Regions from separate parts of the Mus musculus genome. Here all the other regions are linked to region 1. Evidence: chromatin contacts called from public HiChIP or PLAC-seq and promoter capture Hi-C data. All regions are on one chromosome and are shown on one strand. The core of a region is the stretch at or near the end of the contact, and the rest is flanking DNA. Distances in the headings are between cores, read along the strand shown. Region 1 holds the start of 2700049A03Rik (RIKEN cDNA 2700049A03 gene). Region 2 overlaps Ccdc175 (coiled-coil domain containing 175). Region 3 holds the start of Jkamp (JNK1/MAPK8-associated membrane protein). Region 4 has its middle 29 kb from the start of Gm40440. Region 5 overlaps Daam1 (dishevelled associated activator of morphogenesis 1). Region 6 overlaps Daam1 (dishevelled associated activator of morphogenesis 1). Region 7 overlaps Daam1 (dishevelled associated activator of morphogenesis 1).

What was found. Promoter capture Hi-C pulls out the DNA fragments that hold promoters and counts their contacts. HiChIP or PLAC-seq counts read pairs in DNA pulled down with a chosen protein or histone mark.
Region 2: a contact with region 1 is called in a promoter capture Hi-C map of hippocampal neurons, with 2.4 times the contacts expected there. The contact joins the enhancer-like site here to the promoter of 2700049A03Rik in region 1. A contact is called at or near these places in 2 of 39 promoter capture datasets (hippocampal neurons and liver), 2 of 115 datasets of contacts at active chromatin or transcription factors (bone marrow-derived macrophages and stem cell-derived neural progenitor cells) and 2 of 9 other capture datasets (adipose tissue and embryonic stem cells).
Region 3: a contact with region 1 is called in an H3K4me3 HiChIP or PLAC-seq map of stem cell-derived neural progenitor cells, with 6 times the contacts expected there. The contact joins the promoter of Jkamp here to the promoter of 2700049A03Rik in region 1. A contact is called at or near these places in 17 of 39 promoter capture datasets (the 3T3-L1 cell line, 3T3-L1-derived adipocytes, cranial neural crest and 11 more), 5 of 484 Hi-C or Micro-C datasets (B cells, CD4 T cells, LSK cells and 2 more), 12 of 115 datasets of contacts at active chromatin or transcription factors (SST interneurons, astrocytes, bone marrow-derived macrophages and 8 more) and 4 of 9 other capture datasets (adipose tissue, embryonic stem cells, liver and 1 more).
Region 4: a contact with region 1 is called in a promoter capture Hi-C map of embryonic stem cells, with 2.4 times the contacts expected there. The contact joins the enhancer-like site here to the promoter of 2700049A03Rik in region 1. A contact is called at or near these places in 3 of 39 promoter capture datasets (embryonic stem cells, hippocampal neurons and stem cell-derived epiblast-like cells), 3 of 115 datasets of contacts at active chromatin or transcription factors (craniofacial prominence, embryonic forebrain and stem cell-derived neural progenitor cells) and 1 of 9 other capture datasets (embryonic stem cells).
Region 5: a promoter capture Hi-C map of hippocampal neurons shows a contact between it and region 1, with 2.5 times the contacts expected there. The contact joins the enhancer-like site here to the promoter of 2700049A03Rik in region 1. A contact is called at or near these places in 3 of 39 promoter capture datasets (hippocampal neurons, liver and maxillary cranial neural crest), 2 of 115 datasets of contacts at active chromatin or transcription factors (cardiomyocytes and stem cell-derived neural progenitor cells) and 1 of 9 other capture datasets (embryonic stem cells).
Region 6: a promoter capture Hi-C map of liver shows a contact between it and region 1, with 2.5 times the contacts expected there. The contact joins the enhancer-like site here to the promoter of 2700049A03Rik in region 1. A contact is called at or near these places in 5 of 39 promoter capture datasets (the 3T3-L1 cell line, 3T3-L1-derived adipocytes, the HPC-7 cell line and 2 more), 1 of 484 Hi-C or Micro-C datasets (brain), 2 of 115 datasets of contacts at active chromatin or transcription factors (embryonic hindbrain and extraembryonic endoderm stem cells) and 2 of 9 other capture datasets (adipose tissue and embryonic stem cells).
Region 7: a promoter capture Hi-C map of liver shows a contact between it and region 1, with 2.4 times the contacts expected there. The contact joins the enhancer-like site here to the promoter of 2700049A03Rik in region 1. A contact is called at or near these places in 4 of 39 promoter capture datasets (the 3T3-L1 cell line, embryonic stem cells, hippocampal neurons and 1 more), 1 of 484 Hi-C or Micro-C datasets (brain), 1 of 115 datasets of contacts at active chromatin or transcription factors (stem cell-derived neural progenitor cells) and 2 of 9 other capture datasets (adipose tissue and macrophages).

Annotation. Positions count from the first base shown.
Region 1 is chr12:71,135,513-71,138,142 of GRCm38.p6, reverse strand. It overlaps 2700049A03Rik (RIKEN cDNA 2700049A03 gene), which reads right to left and starts at 1,295. Exons shown (of 30, transcript NM_001163378.1): 1 at 105-1,295. The coding sequence starts at 303. Timm9 (translocase of inner mitochondrial membrane 9) reads left to right here and starts at 1,468. Exons shown (of 5, transcript NM_001286203.2): 1 at 1,468-1,588.
Region 2 is chr12:72,103,421-72,106,050 of GRCm38.p6, reverse strand. It overlaps Ccdc175 (coiled-coil domain containing 175), which reads left to right. Exons shown (of 21, transcript NM_028687.1): 19 at 64-247. Among named protein-coding and RNA genes, the nearest start is that of Jkamp, 19 kb to the right of the region's middle. Within about 2 kb of position 1,335, at least 20 of the 459 cell types and tissues checked have an H3K27ac peak or open chromatin away from gene starts, as enhancers often do. A contact at or near this core is called in hippocampal neurons, where this site is marked.
Region 3 is chr12:72,084,526-72,087,155 of GRCm38.p6, reverse strand. Jkamp (JNK1/MAPK8-associated membrane protein) reads right to left here and starts at 1,317. Exons shown (of 7, transcript NM_024205.2): 1 at 973-1,317. The coding sequence starts at 976. L3hypdh (L-3-hydroxyproline dehydratase (trans-)) reads left to right here and starts at 1,843. Exons shown (of 5, transcript NM_026038.2): 1 at 1,843-2,507. The coding sequence starts at 2,000.
Region 4 is chr12:72,010,260-72,012,889 of GRCm38.p6, reverse strand. No RefSeq gene overlaps it. Among named protein-coding and RNA genes, the nearest start is that of Gm40440, 29 kb to the left of the region's middle. Within about 2 kb of position 1,324, at least 5 of the 459 cell types and tissues checked have an H3K27ac peak or open chromatin away from gene starts, as enhancers often do. A contact at or near this core is called in embryonic stem cells, where this site is marked.
Region 5 is chr12:71,972,342-71,974,971 of GRCm38.p6, reverse strand. All of the region lies in intron 18 of Daam1 (dishevelled associated activator of morphogenesis 1), which reads right to left. Among named protein-coding and RNA genes, the nearest start is that of Gm40440, 67 kb to the left of the region's middle. Within about 2 kb of position 1,326, at least 31 of the 459 cell types and tissues checked have an H3K27ac peak or open chromatin away from gene starts, as enhancers often do. A contact at or near this core is called in hippocampal neurons, where this site is marked.
Region 6 is chr12:71,905,441-71,908,070 of GRCm38.p6, reverse strand. The region is part of intron 2 of Daam1 (dishevelled associated activator of morphogenesis 1); the gene reads right to left. Among named protein-coding and RNA genes, the nearest start is that of Daam1, 76 kb to the right of the region's middle. Within about 2 kb of position 1,295, at least 65 of the 459 cell types and tissues checked have an H3K27ac peak or open chromatin away from gene starts, as enhancers often do. A contact at or near this core is called in 3T3-L1-derived adipocytes, adipose tissue, brain and 1 more, where this site is marked.
Region 7 is chr12:71,884,612-71,887,241 of GRCm38.p6, reverse strand. The region is part of intron 1 of Daam1 (dishevelled associated activator of morphogenesis 1); the gene reads right to left. Among named protein-coding and RNA genes, the nearest start is that of Daam1, 55 kb to the right of the region's middle. Within about 2 kb of position 1,316, at least 88 of the 459 cell types and tissues checked have an H3K27ac peak or open chromatin away from gene starts, as enhancers often do. A contact at or near this core is called in adipose tissue and liver, where this site is marked.

The DNA of each region.
Region 1 (2,630 bases), core at 46-2,545:
GGAAGAGAGAGAGAGAGAGAGAGGGAGAGAGAGAGAGAGAGAGAGAGAGAGAGAGAGAGAAAACGTAAACTGGGTGGGAAACTGAAACATTTGGAATCACATACCACATAACGTTCCATTAGAACTAGTCCTCGTTTCAACAGCAAGACGTTTATTTGCAGCCAGGGCTGGAGGAACACGGGGCAGCTCATCTTCCACCACAGCCAATTTATTCCCTTGGTTTGGAGAAACAATCTCTCGCAGTTTCCTCGCTGGCATTTTAAGCCTTTGCCCCCTTTCCAGGCTAAACTCAACGTTTTTCATCTGGTTAGTCACAAATCAAGTCCCGCCGTTCTTAACAGAGGGAATTCTAGCTTCTCAAAACTTAAGGACGCAGTTTCTCCTTGAGTACCAGGAAAAGAAGTAATGGTGGAAGTGAATTTGAAAAACACCTGAGTTCCAAAAATAATTATGAAGCAGTCATTAACTTAGAAAGTCTATAGGCAAAATATCCATAAAGCTGTAAATTTCGATTTTGACATTTAATCCAGGGCTAAATACGACAAAAACAAAAAACAAAACAAAACAAAAAGTCTTGATCCCACTGAGTCTGTTAATGCATCGAAGAAATAAATTTCAAAGGAATTATGCCAAGAGCAAAAGAGAAGCCACGGGAACCGTAATAAAAACGCACTCCTCCAAACCCAGAGCTGCAGCTGAAAACCCCAACAGACGTGGAGGCGGGGTTAGGATTTGTTAAGGAGACCCAGACGAGCAGGCAACGTTAAAATCGTGTTTTTTAAAACACCACCCTCATAAGAGCTTAGTAGATTTCTTTCTACGAGTCAGGACGCAATTTCGGACACCTCAACTTAGTCTTCAGAGTCTCCACAGAGTCCGGCACACACGCCGTCTTGATTTTGATAGAATAACAGCTTCGGTTGTTCGCGGGTCAATACCGTCTTCCCCGAAAACCCGCCCTTGAGCGTCAGCACGCATGCGCGCAAAGATCCAACCCCCCCCCCCCCGACCGGAACGGGAGTGCTCTGGTGCTCTTCCATTCGTGTCCGGGTGGAAACAAACTCCCAACATAAAAGACTGCCAGGAGATGTGACTTTTTTTTTTTAAAGGCAGAATATCGCCTTTATGTTTGGACACAGTACTAAGTATTCCTAGAGGAATGGCGAATTCTCGATTAGCCCATAAACACTTTTGTTTATCAAGGGTTATTTACACTGTAGGAACTGCAGACCGTTAGAAACCTAGTAGGTTAAGCATATTAGGCTTTCTAGAAATTTCGACAGATTCCGTTGCCGTGGAAAAGGAAGTGAAAAGTACAGAGAGCACTGACGAACAGATAATCACAAAAGTTAATTCTTAGATGATTTTTAGAATTTGCTTGGGCACTTGCTTTTCTTCCTACATTTTCCCACGTGGTAACGAATCTGCGTCTAAGGGTCTGAAGCCATGCTTGACATCACTGCCCCCACGTGTTCTCAGCTTTCCGCGGCGCGGCGCTCGCTCTGTACTGACCCTCCGAGCTCACACGCTACCTGCCCCGCAGCTCTTCAGCCCGGTCCCGGTGTCAGAGGCGAGATCCTGTGGCTAAGTATGGTCCCTTTCCTCTGCTTTCATAATCCCGGGTTCGCGGCCAGTGGGGTGACAGCCTTCACTCGGGAAAGGGAGCGGGCAGGTACCCCGGAGGGAGACGCCGCGTGCACGCGGGTCGTGGGGCTGCGCAACCGGCAGCGCGGCGCAGCGGGAGGCCAGCCGTGTCCCGGAGGCCTTGTCACCCCGAGGGTGGGGACCCTAGGCCCCGAGACACCGCCCACCCGGGACTGGATCGCTTGGGGGCACGCTTTGAGATTACAAGGTAGCCAGCCACTCGATGACCTTGAGCTGTCAGACAGGAGCCCCTTTACTGAAAATCTAGACTTCCTCGGCTCTTACCCTGTCTGCACACTATGCCTTATGTCATTAGGTACAAGGGCTCGCACCCTTCCCAGGTCTCATATTGGAGAACGCACTGCTTAGAGCTTTCCCATTACGCCTTGCTAGAAGCTTTTAAAATGTATTTTTTTAAAGTATAATAGATTAATCATTTTTCTACCTATTACATTTTCTCTTGTTGTAGATTTATCTGTTGGTTCATGATTTGTTGTATAAGTGTATTAAAAGACCGAATGGCAATGTCAGAGCTGCAAGAGACCTTAGGGATGAATTAACTTCTGTAATTTCTATATAAAAGTTAGATATGAAAAAAAATGACCTTTCCCCTCTAATTTCAAAACGCTGAGCAACTGCAACAGCAATCAGTAAAGTGACCTGAGTAAATAATTTGTAACGAATGTCAGACCTGGGACTCCACCCCCCAAGTAGCGTGGTTCTCATCTTCCTTGAGGCTAGACTTTGAATCGGGAAACAATAGGAATTCATTTTCAAGTGCTTTTAGCTATGATTAACACTGAGTTAATTAAGAGTTGCCTGTAATGCTGGGTGTAGTGGCAGCCTTTAGGCCTAGCTACAAAGAGCTCCAAGACAGCTGGGGCTACATAGAGAAACCCTGTCGAAAGAGATAGAGAGAGAGAGAAAGAAAGAGAGAAAGACAAAAAAAAAAAAAAAAAAACAACCTTGTCTGTTCATCCCACAAC
Region 2 (2,630 bases), core at 86-2,585, 970 kb before region 1:
TCAGAATGATATTCATTTCGTTGTAATTTGTATCCGCACACCCCCAAATGCTGTCCCTTTAAGGAACTGGTGGGCACCGGAGAAGACACTATGCAAGAAATTAAGTCTCTGGTGGCGAAGCTGCAGTACAGGGATGAGAAAATTGAGTCCATCAGCACCTGGCTCGTGGGGGGATTCGAAAGGCTGCGTCGTCTTATGGAAGAGGACTCACCGGCCAGCCTTAGTAAAGAGGATCTCCAGAAGCTCGGTAAGATAGCACTTCAGCCGCCTTCTAGTAGCTAGTGACATCAAAATAAGGGGGTCCTCGGGAACCGGTCATCAGAGGAAGGAAAAGGGCAGTGCTCTGTGGTGCTGGGCCTCCCACCAAACACCCTTCTCACTTTGGGTCGAGTTTGTCCGAACAGCTCATCACTTCTTCCTTTCACTTGAGAAGATTTTCAAGAGAACTAAATTTTGCTCATGATTACAAAAAAGAAACTAGCGACTTTGTTTTTGAGATAGGAATCTTACTGTGGAGTCTAGTGTGGTGGGAACTCAGAATCTTCCTGCCCAGACTCCCTGAGTGCTGGGTATATAGGCCACCACACCCGATTCACAGACATTCTCTGTTGAAAAACAAAAACATGTAGTGCACATACATACATACATGCAGGCAAACACTCACACACATAAAGTAAAACCAAAATAAACCATTTAAACTAAACAAAGACAAAGTGAGCTATTCTATTTAGAGCCAATAAAATGTTACCATCAACAAGCACTTACTAACCTCCTGTCCTGAATCAAGCTCTAAGATACCACAGGGAATGAGACACTCCCTGCTCAAATGGGATTCACAGTCCAGTCCAGAGTTTGGCGGCTCCTCCCCTGACCAGGGCCAGATAGTGGTTTTGGCGCTGCCATCACTAAAGTCTCTGTAGCAGGAGTCAGGAGTTGGGGCCTCTGAGGAGCCGGAAGCTGAGCTGAGCTCTGGAGGCAGACCCCCGGCTTGCCATAGCTCTCTGCCCTTCTCAGCTCCCGGGGCACGCGACAGAATGTGGGTGGACTCAGAAGCCAGGCCCGGATTGTCCTCCTGCTGTTCACGCCTTTCTCACTTTTCCTGATTGTAGAGTTAGAAAGACAACAAACGGCGGTTATAAAATATCAAACCCATATTGACTGTTCATTGGGTGTCTGGAATCTCCCCCTGTCCCAGAGAAGCGAGTACCACTTGACCCTTGAATTATTATTATTATTCCACCACCTTACAGCCAAGGAGTCTCTGACTTGTGAATTGCTTGCAATTCTCTAGAAGCCCTGGACTGCTTCCAGTTCTGCAGCTCTCTGCTGCTCTCTGTTGGACATAGTATATCAGTACAATCTTTCAGTTCCTGCCCTTTCACACCCATTACGCTAGCTTCATTACTGTACTGCGAATCCCTGGGCAAGAGAAGAGATGGTTAGACCTAATGGGCCTCTTCTCCTGGAGATAAAGGAGCAGAAAGCACACAGAGCTGTCAGAGACAGGTGCAGATGGGAGCTGCCCAAGAGCCCCAAGTACAACTGGAAAGAGGAATGAGGTTATCAGAATGCTAGATTGCCAGAACTCACCTGAAAACTGTCAATTAACTTTGTACCTTTTCTGTCTTGTAAGCAGAAATGCACGTATACGTAAACCAAACAGTAGCAGTACTGATTACTTTTAAATTATTAAAAGTGTTTTGGGTCAAAGGGATGGCTCAGTGGGTAAAGGTCCTTAGCCATGGAGCCTGACAGACACCTGTGCCCAATACCTGAGACCTATATACACCCTACAAGTTGTCCTCTGAGCTCTGTATGCACTGTGACACATGTGCTATACTCACTGCCCCCCCATGCATGTACGTGGACACACATACTCACATACACACACACTCACACTCTCATACACACACACATACTCACACACACGCACATACACACACACACAAGGCGATGACAACTTTTAAAAGAACTTTGTTTCATAATTTCTTCCTTAATTTCAAGTCAGAGTGAAAATGAATTTAAATATACTTTCTTATATTTATTTGTATTTTTAAATCACCATTCACAGTAACAGGTTCCTGTGTGCCGTTTCCACACATAACTAGTTCTGGCTGAACCTCAATACTCAGGTGCTCCTCTCTCCCCGTCTCCGTGACCCGCCCCCCCCCCCCATGCCTTGTCCACTGCTCACCCTGTCCGTATGGGGTGCAATCATTTCCTCCTTCACATCCCATGTGGTTTTTCTCCCAGTTCCCTCCTGTGCGGCCTCTCTCTCCGCCTTCTACGGGCCCCTTTCTAGTTTCCTGCCACCTCTCCATCCCCTCTCCCACATGGAATGCACATTTAGAAAAGCTGAAAGCTTGGGATCTGCACAGAAGAGGTCTCGTCACACTTGATTTCCCAAGCCAGTGGCCCCACCTACTATTTCCACTTTCACTCATTTTCCTACAAATCTTATCACTTCCTTTTTCTCTTTATGGCAGAATAAGGTTCAACTGTATCCATGTCCCACAATCCATCATCTATCCACAGATAAAGGTTGAGGCTGAGTCCCTCCCTTGCTCTTGGGACTAGAGCAGCGATACGTGCAGATGTGTGCCCATCTCTGTGCTAGGACATGGAACGGG
Region 3 (2,630 bases), core at 68-2,567, 950 kb before region 1:
TCATGTGTATTTGTGTTTTGCCTGCATTTATGTCTGTGCACCATGTACCAGCCAAGTTCCCGCAGAGGCCAAAAGAGGAGAAAGTCAGAAAGGGATATAGGAGCCACTGAACTGCAGTTACTAAGGGTCCTGAGCCGCTGTGGAGGTTCTGGGGATCAAACCCCACGAAAAGCAGCAAGTGCTCTTAATCACTGAGCCATCTCTCCAGCCAATCCTTAACACCTTTTTTAAACACAACTGAACTGTAATGAGAAGGAAGTCCCTTCTCCATGGGCTTTGCGTCTAAAAGATCTCAAAACCAAGGCCAACAAACCAAAGCTCATTTACCTAACGAGAAGAATCTGTACAACCTTTCATAGCCATTGGTGAGCTATAGCTAAAATGTTGTCCTTGTTTTTTTCTGCAGCAGTCTAAGACCCTTTGTGAAGGGCTTAATGTATTTACATTTGATGTCCAGTGTAATAGTGCACGCCTTTCAACCCAGCACTATGGAGGCGGAGGCAGGTGGAACTCTGCGTTCGAGGTTAGCCTGGTCTACAGAGCAAGTTCCAGGTCGACTAAGGCTACAAGGACAAACCCTGTCTTGAAAAACAACTATTACATTTGAGGTTGAAAAAGCAAGTCTCGTGGCAATTAGGTTCTGCTTCCTTGTCCTGTTCTAACTCTGCTTCTAATTCTGAAGTCAACCACCAGGAATGCTTTCCTGGACAAGAACAAAGGGACTGAAGGAAGGGACACAGGAAGAGCACAACAAAGACTCAGCCTTTAATTCTGCACAAGCGCTCTTCTCCAGCCATTCTGGAGCAGACCATCCCAACCCCGGGAGAAGTCAGTGCCTGGGCTCAGCGCAGCCAAGGGCCAGGCTGCTCGCTGCAGCAGAGCTGTCGGCCCGATGGCGAGCCCAAGACAATGCGAGGAAAAGCAATAGGAAAAAAGGACAGAGACACGCCCGCAGCCTAATCGACCACTTACCCATTGGCCACACTAGGTTCCCCTGAGAAGCCGGGGATCAGCGGGTCCGAACGCAGCGCCCGAACATCCGGGCCACAGCGCTCTCAGCCGCTCCGCCTCCCGCTAGCCTGGCAAGCACGCTGGAACCCCGCCCCTGCTACATTCGGCTCCGAGTCCCGCCCCACCACCGCTTCCCCCGCTAGGGGTGTCGGGGGTGCACGCGGCGGACTTCCAGGCCTAGGATTCCCAGAAACCTAGTTTCCTAATCTAGGCTTGGAAGCCTCTCTCTCTCTCTCTCTCTCTCTCTCTCTCTCTCTCTCTCTCTCTCTCGCTTCCGGGTTTGAGCTCAGAGGCTCCACCTTTTCCGGGTCCAGACTCAGGTCTCGTCCCCGCCCTGCCTCCAACTTGAACTGGTCTCCACCGCCTCCAGTGTCTCTTTGAAGGGGCCCTGAGGTCCCGCCCCCGTTTCCTAGACGAAGCTCGTAGCTCCGCCCACCCCGTGCATTCAAGTCGCCGAGGCCTCGCTCCTACCCTGCATTGAGGTCTCCGAGGACCGCCCCCATCGTGCGGGCTAGTTTTCTAGGCACCGCCTCCGCAGAGTAGTCTCTGGAGCCCCGCCCCTATTTTATTGGCTCCTTTTCTAGGCCCTGCCCCTGCCGCGTGTCTAGTCTCCGAGGCCCCGCCCCCGCCGAGCAGTCCAGCCTCCGAGCCCCGCCCCGCTGCTGGAGCAAGTTCCGAAGCCCCGCCCCCTCCGTGTGTTCAAACCTCTGGAGCCACGCCCCCATTTGGGGGGTCTAGTTTTCTAATCCCTGCCCACGCTCCCTGTCCTGTCGCCCAGGCTCGCCCCTGTTGGGAGTCTAACTCTGAATCCTGCTAGCTCGGGCGCGCCCAGTCTAAGATTCCGGACGCTGGTCGCTGGGTGATCTCTGCTCGCCGGCTTGGCCCTGAGATTGCCACCGGTTCTGCGCGTTCTCCCGTTGGGTTTGGCGCTTTCTCCCTGCTTGGAGAGAGCACCACCGCGCTGTGCGGCAGTCCCTGGACGCAGACAATGGAGGCGGCGCTGGCAGTGACCCGGCTGCCCCCAAACGACCCGAGGACGCCAGCACTGTCGGTGGTGGACATGCACACAGGCGGCGAGCCTCTGCGCATCGTGCACGCCGGGTGTCCGGAGGTGGCAGGGCCCACGTTGCTGGCCAAGCGTCGCTACATGCGTCAACACCTCGACTACATCCGGCGGCGGCTCGTGTTCGAGCCCCGCGGCCACCGGGACATGTACGGGGCCATCCTGGTGCCCAGTGAGCTGCCAGACGCACACCTAGGCGTCCTGTTCTTGCACAACGAAGGCTACAGCTCCATGTGCGGTCACGCGGTGCTAGCGCTGGGCCGCTTCGCGCTCGACTTTGGACTGGTGCCCGCTCCCCCAAAAGGCGCCCGGGAGGCTCAGGTCAACATCCACTGCCCGTGTGGTCTGGTGACCGCCTTCGTAGAGTGTGAAGGTGGCCGCAGTTGCGGCCCTGTGCGCTTCCACAGCGTCCCAGCCTTTGTCCTGGCCTCAGGTAAAGGGTGAGACTCACTAGACCCGGTTGAGACAATCCGCGAATCTAACCACTGCTCTGTGGCTGAATATATCTGCGCAACTAACCCACCCTGCCTGCCCTTGCGATTAATAAAAAGGTAAT
Region 4 (2,630 bases), core at 75-2,574, 870 kb before region 1:
CATATACACACATGTACACACACAATACATGTACATACACAATACACATACACACATGCACGCATGCACACATACACACATACACACATACACATACACACACACATGAGGGGATATAAAGGGCTTTAGACAAAACTGAACTGGCCTGGCACATTATGATAAAGATGCTCAATAATATATGAAAAGAAAAAGACACTAACAGAAGACACTGGGCAAGCCTCTAGTGTAGAGACTAGACTAGCAGGTTTGCTAGACTGCACCCTGTCCAAGGGACAAAGGACCTTAACTAAAGGCCCACCATGGAGCTGGCAAGGGTTCCTCCTTCAAATTCACCTCATTGTAAAAAAGTCCTGTTTGTTCTCCTTCTTTTGATTTTGTTGCTTTCTAATTAAATTGATTTTGTTTAGATTTATTCTTTTATGTTATATGTATGTTTTGCTGATGTGTGCGTATGCACACTACATGTGTGTCCAATGCCCTCTGAGTTCAGAAGATGGCATCAGATCCTCTGGAGTTACAGCTGTGATACACCATGAGAGGGTGCTAGAAACCAAATCTGAGACCCGTGAGAGAGCACCAAGAATTCTTAAACACGGAGCCATCTCTCCACCCCGTTTTCTAGTTTTTGAGGTAAACTGTTAGTTCTCTCTTATCCAGTTCTCTTTTTAAGAAACAGGCACGGACAAACGCACCCTTCACAGGAGTAAGTTCTGACCACATTCTTTGGGTACTGGAGATATTTTAACCCAGGGTCATCTTATATATTGTTATTTTGAAATGATCCAAATGACATAGCTACTGACAACCATGTCAATTACGCCAATTAAAAGTTTTGACTCCTTTATTTAATGGCCAGACCAAGAGAGTCTTTTGGAGCCCACGTTCAGGGTACAGTGTTTTCAAGCACACAGCTCTAACTACATCAGTGCACATGCGGGCAGGAAGGTATATTAGAGAGAGTTGCCTAGTAACGTCTGCTTTCTTGCAAGGCCAAGCAGAATCTTCCAGACCCTATAGAATGTCTAGACCATGGCCAAGGTCATGGACAGTTCTAGAAATGTCACCAAGGTGAATATGGCTGTTGGGAGTGAAAGGCCTGAGAAGAGCTGCCCAGCCCGGTGTGGCCCCGTTGGGGACAGAGTGACATAGTTCCTGTACCTAGGACAGGGCCCTGGTTTGAGCCCCCACAACTGTTAATGGCTGTTGTGGGCATAAGGCTTGTTTCTGTAATAATGTACATATTTCACATTCCTCAAAGGAATGCCCTCCCTGTTAACTTTAAAGACTCCATGACAATTAGAACCAGCAGGAGTCCAGGAGTCAAGGGTGTGGCTAATGTCTCAGCAAAACACTAGGTAAACACTAGGACCTTCAGGACAGCCCTTAAGGCTATGGGAAAGAGCTCTAGATACATGAGATCAATATATATATAAAACTTCTCAACTGTGCAAAATAGAAGGATGCGATATGAAATATTATGGTCTTCATGAATCTAAAGGAACAGAGGCTGCTATACTATGGTCCTACCCAACTAGTTTATTGTCTGTGCTTAACAAAGGCAGACAGATCTCAGAATTCTTTTGCAATGTTAAGAAAAAAATGTCGGGCTGGTGAGATGGCTCAGTGGGTAAGAGCACCCGACAGCTCTTCCAAAGGTCCTGAGTTCAAATCCCAGCAACCACATGGTGGCTCACAACCATCCGTAACAAAATCTGATGCCCTCTTCTGGAGTGTCTGAAGACAGTTACAGTATATATATATATATATATATATATATATATATATATATATATAGAGAGAGAGAGAGAGAGAGAGAGAGAGAGAGAGAGAGAGAGTCTGATTACAGTCTCGAAAGAATCAAAAGACTGTGGCCAGCAGTAACTGATTCAACGATAATCAAAAGGCAACCTGAAGCAAATGACTGGATTGATATGTAAAATAAGAGACTGGTCTTAGGAGCTGAGATGAGCTATCCAGAGATTTTCTTAGGAAAAAAAGAAAGAACTGTTTAGAAAATGGACTGACTCTCTCTCTCTCTCTCTCTCTCTCTCTCTCTCTCTCTCTCTCTCACACACACACACACACACACACGCGCGCACACACACACACACACACACAAGCAAGCAAGCAGGGCATAGACAGAGAGATCTCTTAGAATAACAAGCAGAACACAGGTCATCAGCTTGGACCCACAATGTGACTTCAAGTCCTTCTTTTTGCCACTCTCAGACATCCCTTCTCTCAGAATCCTTCTCGAGCCTAGGCTGGTCCTTGGCATGTGACCAGATGGGCAAAATAACATCAGGACATGATGGCAATTACCTTAGGCATTTCAGTTTTATAAATGCAAATGGCCAGATTTAGCAAATAAAACACAACCCCCCCCAGTTAAATTAGAATTTTGAGTAGATGGCGTGTAAAATTTTAAGAATGTGGTAAATGTTGCACATGAAACAGCCTGAAAAATGTTTCCTTTCTACCTGGAGTTAAAATTTAACAAAGACCATGTATAGCTGGGTGGGGTGGCTCAGTACCTAACGGTATTTACTGCCATGCTTTTCAAACAACCTGAGTTTGATCCCTGGAACCTATATGGTAGAAGGAGAGAGCTGACTTCAGCAAGTTGTCCT
Region 5 (2,630 bases), core at 77-2,576, 840 kb before region 1:
TTACCAATTTCCACCAGGATCTACTTTGTGCAATGCCTTAGCAGGACCATAGAAAGTAAACCCTGTCGTTAGAAGGGCATAAAACTGAGTTCCTTCCAGAGACTCAGTACCTCAGCCTGCATTGCCGAGCGAGTGTGCCTAACTGTCAGGAACAGAACCTTGGTCTCTCTGGCTCCCAGACTTCTATCCATTTTTGTATTGCATAACGGTGGAATGGATAATTACACTTGTGCTTTTCATTCTCCTTGCTTACCTCTTCTGCTTCTCTAATCCCATCTTCCTTATCGCTCCATGTAGAGTTCAGTGAGAGAAACACTGGGAAGAGTTTACCTTTTCTGCATATCTTATTTTGGAGGGTGAGAATGAGAAATGAAGAAATGATACTGAAAGTTGACAAAGCTACTTCCTATGTGTCTGGCTGCCATCCTGAGTGCACACATTTGTGTGCATTTGTGTTTGTAGAGGGCTGGGTATGCCTGCTATTTTCTAGATCCCATGCTTTTTCCCTCCTCCAAATTGAAATGAGACCTTCCCCATAACTTGAGTTCCTCCTCTGATAGATTTTCAGATGTTTGTTGGAATTTTTAAAAGGCAGCTGGTTGGGAGCCACCAGAGAGAGAGAGAGAGAGAGAGAGGGAGAGAGGGAGAGAGAGGGAGAGAGAGGGAGAGAGAGAGAGAGAGAGAGAGAGAGAGAGAGAGAGAGAGAGAGAGAGAGAGAGAGAACTGGAACTACAGAGAAGGCATCACTGGGAGGTGGTGCTCAGTGAATATGTTCAAGGCTGGAGAAAACCAGCACTCAGGGATGGGGATGGGGACGGGGATGGGAGGAGGAGGAGCCCATAAAGGTGGCACTAGAGGTTAAGTTGGAGAAGCCTGTGTAGCATCACAGGGCCAAGGTGAGAACTCTTCACTATGGAGTAAGTGGTCATTGATGTCAGACATCAACAAGACACCAAAAAAGAGAAGACCCACCAAGAGTCTTCTGGCTTGGGCAACAGGGAGGCTGTGAATGCCCTCAGCAGTCCCAGCTTTAAGGAGGCGAAGACGACAGATGACAGTGGGCTGATGAGTGAGCAGGAGGAGGATAAGGACTGGCTTCCACAAACTCCGACTGTGCCAGGAGCAGAGAAGGCAGGGACACCGTGTGTGTGCACCCACCGAAGACTGACACTTGGCCAGCTGAGAGCTGAGAGGGCCAGACTGAGGCTGAGGGGCGGAGCAGCCAGCCCAGATGGGCTCCCGACAAAAGGAATGGCTTCACCAGGGCATTAGCAAAGCCAGCTCCCTTGCCCCAGGGGGTGGAAAGGAGGCGCAATGAGAGCAAGTGCCAAGGAGTGGTGCATGGCCTGCTGGCCGGGTGTGCTGACTGCTAGACACTTCTGTTCCCAGATCCAAATGGTGACACTGAACCGGACATGTAGTTTCATGCTTCTTACATAGGGAATGTTGTAAGGCAAGGAGAAGAGAGCAAGATGAAGGGTGTTCCTCTCCACTTTACTTTGAAGTTTTATCTTCTAAGGTAGGAAACCCCCTTCTAATATCAGACATCTTTCCTCGGTTTGCCAGGACTATAGCTGGTCTGTGATCAGGAAAATACCACCACTGTGTGTCTTCTGTGACTTCCAAGAGCATAGGAAGAGGCATGTGAGCCACACCACCACCCCACCCCCTGAAAGCAGAGGCAAGTAACCTGCTGCGTCCTGCTGCATTCGGATGGCTTTCCAGAGGGATGTAGCTAGGAAAGCACCTAGGAACAGAAAAGGTGGGCTCTGGGGAAGAGCGGCTCACTGACTTCAGCCACACCCTTAGCCCTGCCGTCACCAGCAACAGACAGCATGGACTGCACGTGGCCCTCATGTGGGCTCCACACAGGGGTCAGGGGATGCTGGGGCAGATACGTGTCCTGAAAAGAGGTATGTGGAAGAACACCAGGCAGAGGGACATTACAGTGAGGAAGGAAAGGGGAAAGAGAGCGTGGGAGCTGAGCAGAGAGCAAGAAGCTCACAGAATTATCAGGAGAGACCAGGTCAAAAATGTCCTTGGCCAGATGCTGCATCAGTGGACAGATTTTCTCCCTTGTTTATTTGGAGTGTGTCTTATTTGCACTGCAAGCCCTTTTGGCAGGGCTTTGCGATCCTTCCCCTCAAGGAGGAATTTTGCTGGATGCAGTTTCACAGTAAACAGACCCTGTAGAATTTTAAGTATATGACCTTGTAGACAGAGGCAGCTCTGCACACAGTTCATCACTTCTAGTAGTGACTGGAAGGCGGGGCCACCTTGAAGCTGGGGAAGCAAGCTGTACAGCGAGGGAAAGAAGAACGGGGATCGGGACACAGCCCTGCACGGGAGAACACTTGAAACCGTGCATCCACAGAGAGCCATGGCAGACTCGAAGAAAAACATCATTAACATTTTGAAAATTAAATCGAATGTTTAAATGGCAGCTTGATAAGTTGTTCTACTGGAATTGTGAGGTTTTCACCCAGGACAAGTCCAGCTGCAGGTCTATCTTGCTCTGGGTCTGTTGTCACCATCAAACAAAGACAGAGGGGCAATCTATGAGAAGGTGGCCTTGCCACTCAGGACACGAGATAACCCTTTCCATACTTTCAGAGCTGACTCAGCACACA
Region 6 (2,630 bases), core at 46-2,545, 770 kb before region 1:
CTGGCAGAAAGTGAATGTATGAAATTATACACTATTAAACTGCAATAACTTATTAAACTTACAGACATCCAGCCCCACCAAGACCTGTGACTGTCACACCCAAGAGTCATGGGTTGCTAATACCTCTTAAAACTTAATCACAAATGACCCTGAAAACATGTTTTATTCTTAGGGTGGTAGTTAGAAGTATGACAGTTTGATATGATTTTTGACAGTTTGGAGGCGTACTCCTGCTCCTCACCAGTCAGGAAGGCCAGAAAAGAGTAGGTCTACAACAGAAAGCTTTCTACTCAGAAAGGACTGGGTATGTTCACAGACAGATTCTGAGGGCTTCAGCCCATAGCACTTCTGTCAACACCCTAAGTCACTACACAGAATACCACAGGCTGATTCATTATCTCCTAGGTAATGTTCTATGACTGAGAGACATGTTTTCATGTGCTACAGACAAACAAGAGAGAAACCCCACAAACAAAAACTGACGAACAGAACGTTTAGCATCTTACTACTAATGCTTTAATGACTTTATTTCCTTTCTTTCCTCTTAGGAGCAGACAATACAAACTATATGCTGTTTGCTAGACAAACTCTACGGCTACACCTAGAGTTCTTCAGCTTTTGTTGTGTGACTAGAAATCCACTGGGGTGACTTAACTTTTAATTAATCTGAATCAGCAGCTGCCTGCCAGTCGTCTAAACCAAATAACTGTTCTATAAGTAGCTAAATCATTTCCCCAAATGCCCATTTTCAGAACTATACTCTAGTGAAACTTCAGTTGAGCAAGTATTTCATATGGAGGATTTCTAAGTCCTGCTTTCCTGACTGAATGGAGAGACTGACTCCAGCCATAGTGACAGACTGTAAGACACCCCAGAGGCCTGTGGGAGGCTGGAGCCAGAGCTCCCTGCAGGTCCCTCCTGCTCAGGCCAGTTCTGCTCTTGGAGCCCAGGCCCCTCCCACACACTCAAGAGACTTGTTTGGCAGCTCATCTGACACATTTCAGCATTAATTGGGTGAAAAGACAATCCAGCAGAGGCTCTTCCCACAGCATAGCTACATACTTACTTCACTAAGTAATATATACTGGAGAAACTTTGTTCTCTGTATGGAGTGTGTGTGTGTGTGTGTGTGTGCGTGCGTGCGCGCGCGCGCGCGTTGGGGGGGGGGGTCGTGTGGAAATGTGCTCAAGTGCTTACAGGTGTTCATCTCATTGAACCTGAAGCTTACTGATCCAGGCAGATGGGCCAGCCAACCAATCTGGAGTCCACCAGCCTGCCCCTCCCCTACTCCAATGCTGGCATTACAAGCCACACTGCTGCACTGAGCTCTTATGCTGGTGCCGGACAGCTGAACTCGGGTCCTCACTGAGCTATCTCCCTAGCCCTTGGTAGACAGATTTAAGAGTAAAATGATTTCTTAAACCTCCTCACCTTTGTTCTTTTAATCTGGTCCCCTTCCTACAGGGCACTCTGATGTTGCCATAGTAACATCCAAATGAGAAAGATGAATAGAAAAGATGATAGCAGGTGGGGAGGGGACACAAACATCAGTCCAAATGTATCATCACTACTCCAAGAAATAGTCACAAAACAAACCCAGCTGCTGGAGTACTCAGCAGTCATGGGTGTACACTCTCACATACACATACACACACACACACAGTTTACAAGCTAAGCTTTAACCACTAGGATCCACTCACACAGCATCCAGGCAACAAGCACGCACTGTGCACCCTTTCTGGAGTAGGCACTACTTCCAGGCCCTGGAGCTGCAATAGTTAGGACCCACAGATGCTAGGAATGCCTGCACCATTCTGCTCTCTGAAAGTGCACAGCTGCATCTGCAACCCAGGTTTGACATGAAGCGTTAGTCACTAAAGGATACTCTCAAGTTAACTGGCGAGAGGACGGAAAAGGGCTTTCTGGCTCCTTCTAAATTTGGTAGTTGCCCATCTTTCCAGAAAACAACCCCTATGTTTATTTCGTTGGCTTCCAGTCGCTGTGTTGAACTTTGTTCTTGGATTTTGCAATGTGCAGAAGTAAGAAGCTGGCAGCTGTAGAGTGTTTTAAATGAATCCATTTAAAACTGGATAAGAGAAAAATATGCAGCTTCTAAAAGGAGGGATATTTTTTTCAACAAAGAAAATTCCAACTCTTCATCCATGAGCCAGAAAAAGCATAGCTGAAGACAGAGCTGGCCACTGAGCTCCCAGTGCAAGAATCAAGAGACGGTGTTGGACGCAGAGGCGCTCTGGCCTGGGAGGTTAGTGGGGAGGGTTTTGAGTGTAGTGGGCACATTCGCAGATAATCTAGAATCGAAACGAGCCCTGCTCATGGTGGGTTAGGGTCATGCATGTGCTGAGGACAGGGGGTGCCACCGAGATGAGTCTCACGGCATCAGGATAAACTCTCAGCAAGTTCTGTATTCAGACCAACAGATCTTTCTAGCCACTACTAGAGCACATTTTAAAATGAAAGGTGAGGGAATAATTATAATGCTATATTTCCATCTATGAAACTGTCAAATAACAAACTTTAAAACAAAGTAAGTACAAGAAAAAAAAAATTACACTGGAAAGCTTACCCAAACCTACAATGAGGTACAGAGATCAAACCAGGCCCTTGGCCTT
Region 7 (2,630 bases), core at 67-2,566, 750 kb before region 1:
ACCACTTCTCTAATCTCAGCTTCTGGCACTAGGGCAGAGGAAGAAGTCACCTCTGGGACATCCCGATGCAATCCATCTACAGTATTACAGATGACTACGGCTATGCTGAGCACAAGGAAGCAATTAAAGCTAAAGGTTCTGCAGCAGGTGCACTTTGCTGAGCAAAGGGTGAGCAATGCTGTCCATCTGTGGTCTAGCTCAAAGTCAGTCATTTGTACTTTACCCAAACAAACAAGACCTCTGAGTACAGCAATATCCAGAAAGTAAAGCCAGTTTTAGGGAATGGAGAGGAAGATGATTAAGGCCTTTTTGTTTTTTTAATTGGCAAGAAGCTTCAAGTCTTTAAGAACACCTTTCCTAGCACTTTTCCTTTGACAGTGCCAGTGACAACACAGGAGATGTGTAACATTTGCTTTCCACAAAGCAAGACACAATGAGTACCCCATGTTAGGGGAAAACGTGGCAGTTCTGATGACAAACAGTTTGCACTGATTTACACACTGTTTTAATTGGTTCATTGGGGGCCTCCGCCACACATTTTAAAGATGTCTGTCCATCCCAAGGGAGCGGATCACTCACTGGCTATCTTCCCAAGGTTTTTCCACACCGAGAGTTGATTCAAAGGAAACTAGAGCCTACACAGGCTGGGGCCAGGAAAGGAGCGAGAGGCATGAAGCTCCTGCCAGCCACCCACTAACCTAAGAGCCAACAGAGTTTCTGCATGTACTCACAAGTTTGGTAGGGAGCCTTGGTCCTTCTCTAGCTCTGTTATTCTCACCAGGACAGTCTGTTTCACAGTAAATTCTCCAGCTAAAAATCTCAACACCAAACACAGGCATTTCTGTACAATGGATGATCTCCGACATTTCTGAGACAAAGTGAGTTTAGGTCACTTGCACAGAGGGCCAAGGGCAAAATCTGTATGCATAAGAACCTTACGGAGAAGGGTGGGACTCTGTCTCCATCCCAGCTGCCGTACCAACTCCAGCTGCCGTACCAACTCCAGCTGCCGTACCAATTGCTTTCAGAACCTCCTCCAACATCAGTTTACTTTTCAGGGCGTCCAGTGCAGTTTGTGCTGCAGCAATACAACTCAAGACCTCTTATCAAGGAAATGTGAAAGGGAAAGAGCTTTGCTTCTTTCTCTGGCCACCCCTCTCCTCTCACATTCCGCTTGTCTGGTTTCATTTCCCAAGGACACCAGATGCCAAATGCCAAAGAGTCATGAGATACAGCCAAAGGTTGCAGAAGCATCTGAAAACCTACAGATTTCAACATCCTTTCCACCAGGAAACGGAAAGGGCGTTTCTCAGGCCATCCAGTGAAGAGACGGCCCAGCCCTTCCCACACACTTGGTCCCAAAACAATGTTCTAATGGGGCATGTCTTGGAGTGGCTCTGGGAAATTCACTCAGCAATCTGCTCACTAATCCCAGTGGCTTCTCTGATGCAAGAGGAAAAAGAGGAGGGCATCCCACTCTGGCCCCACCCAGACACCAGGGAAAACAAATTCCTAAAAGCCAAAATAGCCAAGGACCCCCTAAAAAATAGTACTTAGGGTCCACTGGTCATCCAGGCAGGCACAGGAGCGTACATCAAAAATGCAAACCTATGCCCTTCCTCCCTTAGCTTTTTACTAAATGAGGGAGGAGGGTCCAAGTGCACTCTACAAACACCCTCAGACCAGACCAGGACTCAACCAGCAAGTACATGTACTCTTAACTGTGTTTCCAAGTTCCTGCCTCAGATCCTGCCAGAAACCCTGCCTGCCCCCCTCCCTCACCACCTTTCATGGGGAGAGCAGACAAGGACACCACTAGATTTTCACCCTGAAAAAACTGGCAGGTCTAATCGTATGACTCAATGTGTTAACCTCAGGTTCACAGTATAAATCCCTAAAGCCTACAGAACAGTGTTCTTGGTAAGGATGTCTGTGTTGCTCACATGACAGAAACCAGCGTCTGGGAGCCAGGACAGCTCAATCATCTGGGAGAGAAGCCAAACCAGAAGTGTCCCAGGAGCTCTCTCCTCACCATGGAGGTGAGGCACTCATTGGGCAGCAGACCTGCTGATAAGCCAATTGAAGGTGAAGGCCAAAGTTCTCCCACTGGGTCCCTGTCTTCACTGTCTCTGAAAGACTCACTTGAAGCCTGTGCAGACAGACACCTTGAAAAGTGGAGGCTACAAAAACACAAGCTAAGAATTCCTGGCCAGCTGTGTTACACCAAACCGTCAGTTATTTAAGAAGACAAGCCTTACTCCTTAACAAGCAAAAAGATGTAGAGTCCTGAGTCACCCTAGAGCTTTCAAGAAGAGCCCGGAGTAAGACCATTCATCAAGGGGGAAGGACACGTGTGTTGCAAGACACCAGTACATGTTTGTTCCTTCCATGCTCTGGTACATGGTTGACGAGAGGGCCTCCTGAAGTCACTCTTCACAAACTCCACATCTATGGCTGCCTTGATAACAGCCCACAGCAAGCACGCCGAAGGAACTTCAGGTTTAAGATCAGTTCACACGAGCAGACAAAGCAGTGGTGCCGGCCACATAGAACACACCTGCATATGACGATGGCTGAGAAGGAGACACCATTAACTTCTTACTACTGGAAACAGTTCTGGCAAATTCTCA